Linked DNA regions of Mus musculus: region 2 is linked to region 1. The links are chromatin contacts, called in public Hi-C maps. All regions are on one chromosome and are shown on one strand. Each heading gives the region's core, a stretch centred on a gene start, on an enhancer-like site or on the middle of the called end of the contact. The rest is flanking DNA. Distances are from core to core; before and after follow the strand shown. Region 1 overlaps Mfsd6 (major facilitator superfamily domain containing 6). Region 2 holds the start of Inpp1 (inositol polyphosphate-1-phosphatase).

Evidence for each region. Hi-C and Micro-C count contacts between places; a contact is called where the count stands out from the background.
Region 2: a Hi-C map of the N1E-115 cell line shows a contact between it and region 1, with 2.4 times the contacts expected there. The contact joins the promoter of Inpp1 here to the enhancer-like site in region 1. A contact is called at or near these places in 2 of 484 Hi-C or Micro-C datasets (the N1E-115 cell line and nephron progenitors), 2 of 115 datasets of contacts at active chromatin or transcription factors (the HPC-7 cell line and pancreatic cancer cells) and 3 of 9 other capture datasets (adipose tissue, liver and macrophages).

What each region holds. Positions count from the first base shown.
Region 1 is chr1:52,673,788-52,678,888 of GRCm38.p6, forward strand. Mfsd6 (major facilitator superfamily domain containing 6) reads right to left here. Exons shown (of 6, transcript NM_178081.4): 3 at 2,691-2,788. Among named protein-coding and RNA genes, the nearest start is that of Nemp2, 46 kb to the left of the region's middle. Within about 2 kb of position 2,299, at least 39 of the 459 cell types and tissues checked have an H3K27ac peak or open chromatin away from gene starts, as enhancers often do. A contact at or near this core is called in the N1E-115 cell line and adipose tissue, where this site is marked.
Region 2 is chr1:52,814,785-52,819,885 of GRCm38.p6, forward strand. Inpp1 (inositol polyphosphate-1-phosphatase) reads right to left here and starts at 2,904. Exons shown (of 6, transcript NM_008384.2): 1 at 2,618-2,904.

The sequences.
Region 1 (5,101 bases), core at 1,049-3,548:
TGTCCCAGGTCAGCAGCTTGTGATGGCCACTCCATCCAGCCCTGAGCATAGCACAGTGTTTGTGTTCCTGAGTGGGGGTGGCTTTTGCCATCTACTCTTTGGTCCACAGTGCTGCTCCATAGCTGGTGTCTACTCCCGATAGGCCACATGTGGCCCTTCAGATGCCAGCTCAGATCAGACCTTGAAGAATTTTGCAATAAAATGTTCAGGCCTCTACTCTGCTTCACAAATCTAGTTAATCGCTCTAACGAGCTTCTCACTGCAAGTGCACACCCTGCCGTCCATCCATGCACTGTGTCTGTCTGGCTTCCAGAGCAAGACCTTAGCACCTGAGCCCATTTTAAAACCATGTCTCTGTTCACCTTATACATCTTTGCTAAATAACAGAAAAGGATTTCTAAATTGACAACAAAGATCATTTGTTTTCTTCTCTTCTAAAACTCTTGGACTGTTCCTTTCATCACGCCATGAATTGTCTTTTGTTGTTTGTTTGTGTTGGCTTTTATAGACAGGATCTCACACTGCATTCAAGCTAGCCTCAAGCTCACAACACTCGTCTTCCCTCAACCTCTCAAGTGCTGGGAGAACAGGTATGACAAACCCAGCATGCTCAAATTCACCAATGCTATTTTTATTGAGTCTTTTATGTAAACTGTCATTTTCTATCTAATCTATATTTAATTTAAGGAAAAAATAGTATATTAGTGAATACGCAATATACATTTTTATATTTTTATAGCAACATGAATTTTTAGTAGGCACACAGATCTCTTTATGGAATCTTAATTTCCTTATATATCAACAATTAAGATATTACAATTAAGCAAGACGAAAGAACAGACCCTTGAAGTGGGAAATGCCACAAATTCGGTTTTCCTTATGAGAACCCTTGCTCTTCATGCTTACTGCTTTATGATCCTTTTCTCTCTCTCTTTTTTGCAATACATTTCTTTGGTTTTTTTTTTATTAGATATTTTCTTTATTTACATTTCAAATGTTATCCCCTTTCCCGGTTTACCCTCAGAAAACCCCCTATTCCCTCCCCCTTCCCCTGCTCACCAACCCACTCACTACTGCTTCCTGGCCCTGGCATTCCCCTACACTGGGACATAGAGCCTTCATAGAACCAAGGGCCTCTCCTCCCATTGATGACAGACAAGGCTGTCCTCTACTACATATGTGGCTGGAGCCATAGGTCCCTCCATGTGTACTCTTTGGTTGGTGGTGTAGTCCCAGGGAGCTCTGGAGGTACTGGTTTGTTCATATTGTTGTTCCTCCAATGGGGCTGCAAACCCCTTCAGCTCCTTGGGTCCATTCTCTAGTTTTTCCATTGGGGACCCTGTGCTCAGTCCAATGGTTGGCTGAGAGCATCCACTTCTGTATTAGTCAGGTACTGGTAGAGCACCTCAGGAGACAGCTATATCAGGCTCCTGTTAACAAGCACTTGTTGGCATCCACAACAGAATCTGGGTTTGGAGACTGTATATGGGATGAATCCCCAGGTGGAGCAGTCTCTGGATGGCCTTGCCTTCAGTCTCTGCTCCACACTTTGTCTATGATTGTTAAGTGACAAGATGCTGAGATGTGTGCTTCACTGTAAAACCCTTTCAGACTTCTAAGTTACAGACAATAGCTTTCCTTTTAACAAACAATAACTTGCTATTATATAATCCAACTTTGTATATATACTTGTAAACTCATTTTCTCTTACCAATGACACATTATATCAGATCTGGGAAAAGCACCTTTAAAGAATGCCTATTTTTGAATTACATAATTACATGACTATAATGATACCTATTCTTTAGTTTAGCGTGGTTTTTTTTTTTCATTGTGAGCAGGGACTATAGTAAATGAGCATGTGTTTTACATAGTCTACTTAGATGAGTAACTGTGAATCTGAGTCATGACAGGACATTAGCCTGGCTAAAGTACACTCACGTCCTTCAAGTTAGGAAATGATACAGCAACACCTAAGAAAGCTAATGAAATTATGCAATCACAGTGATTTAGGAGCCCAGGTTGTCACAGGGCTTCTACTCCAGTATTCTTATCCTGACAATCAAAATCATAACACCAATCACTATTCAGGCTAGCAAAGTTTTAGAATCTAGATAGGGTCATGCACACTAACATGGCAAGAAGCTTTGAACACAGATCAATGCATTCAGTACTCTTGACCCACATGCTAAGAGTCTTTCAGATTTATATCTTGGTGGGAAGCAGTGCCCTGAAGCAACAGAAGGAAGTTGGAAGAGCTTGTCTGAGCAAAGACTTAGGTGGCTCATGGAAAAACAGTAACATGACCCTCAAGGTTTCATTATAAACCACCAGATGCAATAAAAACAACCTAAGAGAGAAAATATAACAGAAGAACCTTTAAAAGATACATCCGGTTTTTTTTTTTATTTTTATTTTTTTTAATTTTAAAACCATCTTTGGAGGGCTGTGCAGCCGAATTTCTTCCTCTTTCTTTGTTTAAACAAGGGTGTGGAAAACATCCAGCCTTGTTTGGCTCAGCACAAGACGGCATTCAGAGCAGCTGAAGAGCCAGCCTCTGCCATCAGAGCTGGAGGTGGACCCTCCCTTCCTTCCGGGGTAGACCCTAATGCAGAAGGTCAGGGCCCAGGGCCACTGTGGTCACTGCAGGAGCAGCAAAGAGGCTGGTCTCTTGCTAGCTGTCAGCTTACCTTGAAGAACTTCCATAGGGAGGACAGTCCAGGCATTTTCCAGGTAGGAAATGTAAATATAGCGAGCTGTATTACAGGCCAGGCCAATGTATAAAACCCTGGAAAAGAAAAATAAATAAATAAATGAGGGAGTATTGAGGGTCAAGTGTGAAACACAAATTGTGAGTATTACTTATTTCACTCTCCAAACCATTCACAATTAAACGGATATGTTCCAAACTTAGGAACAGGATACCTCATGGAAAAACTTAACCACCAGTGTTGGAAGGAGACTGTCCCTATCTTATCTGCCTGCTGCCTTATGCTTAATGTCCCCAAATGCTTAATGTCAAAGCCAGCATCACCCTTCCTAAAAACTTCATTAGTGGCAAAACTGATGCTTTTTCAGATAGTCTGGGCTCACGGCCAGCAATATAATGACATTGCTGGCCTCCTTCCAAGTGGCTGGAGCCTAGACATGGCTGGGTCCATAGTCACTTCACAATGATGGGCAGAGAGGTTAAAGTGGACGGGGGAAGTGTAAAAATGGAAACCTAAGCCTTGAATATATATATGCAGGTCACCAAAGAGTTTCATAAAATTCACATCTTTGAAAGCCAAGCAAGTATGACAAACGATAAACTGGAAATCAAATGTTTTCTCTGGAGTACACTGATTCATGTTTGTCATTTTTAAAATTACCTGTGATATCACATTCTTACAAAACAGATAAATGTACAGCAATCTCTCATATTACTACCGCCAAAAATATAAGTCAATCAAAATGAGCATAGAATAAGACTGTGCAGCACAGATAATTTTCTTAACCTTGAGGCTTTTATTTTCTTTCCTTGAGAGACAGAGGCACAGACAGATAGACAGACAGGCAGGTAGGCAGGCAGGCAGAACATGTGCACATGTTTCCAGGTACACATAGAAACCAGAAAAGAACATCATATCTCCTGGACATGGAGCCACAGGCTGTTGCAAGCTGTCTGCTATGAGTGCTGGGAACCAAGCTCAGGTCCTCTAGAAGCACAGAAAGTGGCCATAGCCACCGAGCCTCCTCCTAGCCTGCTTGCCATGCTCTCTAAGTGGATGAAAACCAGAGTGAAGGAAAACCCACAGGACAATCGGCACCTGCCCTCATCTTGTACAACTGTATTTTTACATTCCCTAAACACTGCCTCTAGCTGGAAGTGATCATAAGTATGCAAGAAAAGACAAAGTCAAAGTGGGAGGTGCAGGGGACAGGGACACACTACTAGAAGGAGCTTATGAGATCCTCAAGGAAGTTCTTTCCATAGAGAGAGGCCTGGGCCATCTAGTTCTACAGATAGTGTGTTCATACTTATGTGGCTTAGTGAATAAAAGCATATAGTTCAGTCTTGTTTGATAAAAATTACTTTTACTTGCTACTAATCTATCAGCCTCTCTCTGTTACCAAAAAAAATGACACAGAAAATTAAGATATAAACCCCTATACAGAAACAGGCCTTTCAGCTTCGTTTTTAAGTTGGAAAGCAGCCCTGTTCATGGTTCCCACTTAGCCTAACTTAGGGATTAGTATTAGGGCATATGAAGTAGACAATTTAGGCTTTCTGCACTACAGTCTATTGCAATTGAACTCCACTGTGGCAATGTGATAGCAGCCACAAATGAATAAGTGTGCCCATACCAACAGCTAGTTAGAAGCACTAGAATTTAAATTTAATATAATTTTCATGAATTCTCTAGCTTTTTCTCAACCACTTTCAAAATGTAGAATTTTTATTTAATTCATGGGCACAAAAAAAACCCACAAAAAACAAAACAAACAAACAAAAAACCAGGATGTAGTCCAGATTTGGCCCTTACGACACAACCTTGACCACTGGCCTAGCTCATTAATTGCTAGCCTTAGCTATAGATCAAATTTACTCTGATAATTTCCAAATGTGTGTGTCAGGACCCATCTCAATAAACAGCACTCTGGGTAAAGCCCAGGTGTGGTACATTAAAAACCTCCAAGGCTGTTCTGATGCTGAGAGAACCACAGGCATGCTTCTCCCAAGTGTCTCCACTTGTATTCCATAAGCCTGTCCTAAGCAAAGTTGCTAACCACCCTCAAACATTCATACTGCCCACCTTTAACCATGCTCTTGAGATGTGAAACTTTATTTGATCCAGGACACAATTCAAAACTCTCAGCTTCAAGTAGCACAATGTTCAGCAGCCAGATTAAAGGTTGCATTATAGTGTGACCTCCAGGTTCTCCATATGTGGAGCGGCAGTCACTAAAGTTACTGGTGTGTACCTTGTGGGACTCTTTGGTCTTCACTGAAACCAACCAGCTTAGTTGCTATGAATTAATTTACCATTACTTCATTCCCTTGGTTCCAAAGTCACAACAGATAGTGTGCTAGATCAAAAAGAGTCCCATAAAGAGAAAA
Region 2 (5,101 bases), core at 1,654-4,153, 140 kb after region 1:
CCTGGACTACATAAGACTATCTTTTTTAAAATCCACTCATGGAAAAACTTAATAATATGAAAAGACTCGATTAACATTGTGCATATCATGATGGAAATGAAATCACCAAAATATGTTTACAAGCATACACTTACAACAATCACCAGAATAATAAGATATGTAGATTTCTTAAATGGGCAATATTACATAAATAAATATTATATAAATAAAACCTCAGTTTTATTAAAGAACCTTTTATATAGATGAATCCTGAATGATTCACAGCTATTCACAGTTTGGCAACAGTGCACTCTCACCTGCAGATTTCAGGACTGCCTAGGTATTTGTCATTGCTTATGCTTTTAAAAAGTTACCATCGCTGTCTATTTTAATTGTATTTTTGAAATTATGACTTGTAAAGTACTAAGTTGTGGGGTATGGAGGGAGCTCAGTCAGTAAGGTGGATTCCAAACATGCCTGGGGCCCTGGGATCCGTCCCCAACCTTGCACAATCACCTAGTGTGGTGGCACTCGCCTGTAATGCCAGCACTGGAGAGGGGGAAACAGGAAACTCAAGCTCAAGGCCACCCTCTGCCTCCCAGGGTTTGAGTCCAGTCTGGGACACCTGAGACCCTAACTTTGTAGCTAAACACTGCGACCAAGTTGCAACCAAGTATCTTTTTGTGTAGGTGGTTGTGGTATATGTGCGAGTGCATGCATGCATGGTCCAGTGTTTGTAGATGCCTGTGTGCATGCATTTGGAAGCCCAAAGCTGAAGTTTGGTGTCTCCATTTATTTATTGTAGCAGGGTCTCTCACTGAAGCTGGAGCTCACTACAGCTACCCTAGCTAGTCAGCCTGTCCTAAGAATCCACCTCTGCCTCCCGAATGCTGGTAGTGCTAGATGAAGGCTAGGCCTACCCACCTTTTGTATGGGTTCTTGAGACAGGGACTACTTCTTCAGTGAGCCATGCCCCTCCCCACCTCTGTCTAGCCTTCTACTATTATCTTCCATTGTTAGTAAACAGCTACGTTTAGGAAACACAACTCCATACTAATTGTGAGAAACAGGAAGCAACACTTTTATTTCCAAACTAACCCAGACAAAAGCCCAACATTGAGTCATTCTGAGCTTCTTAGGACACCCTAAGTATTTTAAGGAAGACATTTATACAAGACTCCCACCTGGGGAAAGTCCACATCTGTGCCACTCTTTAAAATGGAAGATGTTTGTTTTTAATTGATTACTTATTTATCTTTTAGGCAGTTTTGGTGTAACATGAAATAGAATAAAGCATCATTTTTCTAATTATTATTCAAGATCGAAGTAAAAGAGGAAATACCTATATAACGATTTACCTTTATTGCTTGTATTTTTATTGGCCTTCTGTGTCTAAAAATAAATTAGAATTTTTTCTCCAATTACTCCAAGTACAAGTATAATCTAAATGTGCAATAATGAACTTCACACTACAGAGTGAGAGTCTAAGGTGCAAGTGGTGGCTTAGTTCAAAAACTTGCAAAGAAGAGTTCTTAGTCTATTCAAAAACTGAAGTGTAACTTTATGTGTCTTACACAGTCTTCTTCATTGCTAAGAATTAACTGCAAAAGTATTATAAAAGTCCTTTAAATGTAAGTTCTTAAGAAAACAGCAAACAGGCACGTGCAGGGGTTAAAATCGGCTTTCCCGTTGCCTGTATTTTCCCTTTCATTCTGTACTTTCAGATGCCTGACTGAGGTCATCTTGCTAGTCCATCAGCCAAAAGTAGTCCCTGGGGTTGTTTTCTTCCTTAGATTGTTACCAGGTGGGTGGACCTAAGTCTTACCATCTGATTAAAACTGGGAATTAAGGGCAAGGAGCCAAAAAAGCAAAGCAAAACAAAACAAAACAGAAAGATTCATTCTGCATGGGATACATATATATTAAGAGTCCTGTCCGCACGGCCTCAAGCCGCAGTCCTTTTGACGCGAACACCCTCACACAGTGGGCAAACTTCCACGTGTTCCGGTCCTAGTTTTAAGGACAGAAATCTCCAAAGTACACACCGCGCTTGTTAACGTGTATTCCCTAGATTTTTCTTTCACACCTCATGTCTGACAGTCCATATGATTTTTACCAAAGCCAGGTTAGATAATTTAGATGACACCCTTCTATGCTGTCCACACCCACTGCCTAGACATGTCTCACAAAACCATACTTCAAAATGTAGAAAAAATATACCCCCGGACTGTTTAGTCTACACCCATCCAATGGGTCTCTAGAGACAGTCAACGTGGATCCACGTTAGAAGCATCTCTCAGGCAAACTGCTCCCCTACTTCTTGACAGCTACGCCACCTACCCGTGGAACCTGGGCCTCTGCTTCTGACCATTCTCAGATCACCTCATTCAACCTAGAGGCTAGTGGTAGGAATGGAAAGAACCGAGCAGAAGAAGCTACTCTGCGGGCGATTGGATTTCTTTCGGTGGCTTCTGCAGAGCTAAGGGGGCGGCGTGATCCGCGAGCTTAGCCTCTCGGTTCGGGGTTCGGGCTCTGTGTGGGTGGGCACGGGCAGGCCGGAGAGGCCTCGATGCAGCGACCCGGTACCTCGCAGGCCCAGGCGCCGAGGCCAGTAGCCTTCGGCCGGAGACCGACTCACCTGCCCTCTGCAGAGGCGATGGAGCGCGCGAGGCTCGCGGGGACCCAAATGCGCGGAGGTGGAGACGCTGGACACCGGGGAGGGGTGGCGAAAGCAGGAAAGCGGATTACCTAAGCGAGGATGCAGAGCCCCAAGGAGGATACAGCCTTTCCCAGAGAAACGGAAGAGGCGGAGGAGGGGCGAGAGAGGAGGAAGGGAGTGCCAACGCCTGGAGGTGGTCGCGCTGGGACCTGGCGCAATCCTCCTGTGGCGGGCACAGCCGGAGGGCAAGCCGCCAGGAAAACACCGGAGGTCACCGCAGCGAAGGCGGGGAGGCGCCCTGCCTCTCTTGGCTCCAGCAGTGCAGCCCAGTTTCTGCCAGGTCCCGGCCCCGCCTCTTTCCCCCGGGGCGGGTGGCCTCTTGCTTCTGGGGCGGGCGAGGGCATCCCACGCCAGCCAGCCTGAGTCTGGCCTCCGCGACGTCACAAGTGAAGCTTTGTCAATTTGCTTGAGAGGGCCAGAAAGGTCAGGGTTGCCTCAACCACAGTTCTTGGTGTGCATTGTTTCTTCAGAAGCACCCAAAAAGTCTTTGAGAATATTCCTCCTCCATTCATTTGAACCCTTGGTGTTATGGGTTTGACAGATGGTTTGAAGCTGTGAAGTTGGACTTCCTGCTAGAATGAGTCCCCCTGTTCTAATAGAAGCGTCTAGGTTCCTACATGTTTGTTTAGTCAAAGCAGTGTCTTCTGGACCTTATTAGTTGTGGGTCAAGGCCCAGCCAGGCAAGAAGCACATGTTGGGTGGGAAACTCATCTCTTGCTGCAACCCTTTTAAACTAATGCTCAGTGTGACTTAAAGATATAGTTGGGAGTGGTAGGTGGAAATAGAAATGGGTGGTGATGGACAAAGGGCAGCAAGGGTAAGAATTTTAAAAAGGGCAACATTCAACTTTGGGATAGAAGGGGCTCAGAGTCTCTGTGAGTGCTCTGGGCCCTTCTGTCCTGGTAAGATTTATCCGGCTTCCCTGTGATTTATTCTGTGGCTGGAACTGGGAAGCACTTCAACAATTCTAGCCTGCAGGCTTTCTCATCAACCTCTCCCCAAGCTCCCATTTATTTATGCGCAGTACTGCGATGGCACCTCACCCACTTCCATTCCCCATCCGCCTTCCATTCACTCACAGGTTCAGTGGATTCAGCCTTCTTTCTCACTTTTACTTTGTTTTGTTTTGTTTTTGGTAAGAGTCTCACTTTATAACCCTTGCTGGCCTCAAATTCGCTATCCTCCTGCTTCTGCCTTCTGGGTGCTGGGAGTACAGATGGGTGCTACCATGCCTAGATCCTCATATTGTCCTTTAGTTCCATTCTCTTAAGTCCATTCTTGGTGTTACAGCTGATATTAATTATGAAATCATATCCATGACAGCAAAATCAAGGAATAATATAAATGTGACATTTACCATAAGGAAATGGGAGTAGATTTGTATCTAGGAGCAGAACTGGGGAGGGGCTAGAGTAGGAGCTATGACTCTAGCCCATTTCTCTGCAGGTGCAGAGACCACCCTACAATACGTATCTCACTGGATCACTTGCTTGCTCTGATCTCTATTAACACTTGGAGCAAACTGCTGGTGATCAAGGCACATTTCCTCCTCCTCACTGTCAACTTTGCCACTCACACTTAGTGACCCTTTTACCAAACCGGATCTAGATGTCAATCCACAAACTTTTAGAATTCCATGTTTATGGCTGCCATTGCTATTGCAGCAGTCTCTTGCAGCTCTAACACACAGCTATAAGAGCTGGATAACTGGTAAGTCTTACCTCATAACTGATGAGATGGCACAGCAGGTAAAAGTGCATGCCACCAAGCCTGATGAACTCACTTGGATTTCTGGTACCCACATGGTGAATAGAGAGGACTGACTCCCCAAAATTGTGCTCTGGCCTCCATTTATGCGCCACAGCACACCTGTGTGCTCACATACACACAGTTATAATCATAAAAAATAATTTTTAATTAGGTATTTATTTCAGTTACATTTCCAATGCTATCCCAAAAGTCCCCCACACGATCCCCCACCCATTCCCACTTCTTGGCCCTGGCGTTCCCCTGTACTGAGGCAGATAAAGTTTGTACGACCAATGGGCCTCTTTTTCCACTGATGGCCGACTAAGGCCATCTTCTGATACATATGCAGCTAGAGACACGAGCTCTGGGGGGTACTGGGTAGTTCATATTGTTGTTCCCCCTATAGGGTTGCAGATCCTTTTAGCTCCTTGGGTACTTTCTCTAGCTCCTCCATTGGGGGCCCTGTGATCCATCCAATAGCTGACTGTGAGCATCCACTTCTGTGTTTGCTAGGCTCCGGCCTAGTCTCACAAGAGACAGCTATATCAGGGTCCTTTCAGCAAAATCTTGCTAGTGTATGCAATGGTGTCAGCGTTTGGAGGCTGATTATGGGATGGATCCCTGGATATGGCAGTCTCTAGATGGTTCATCCTT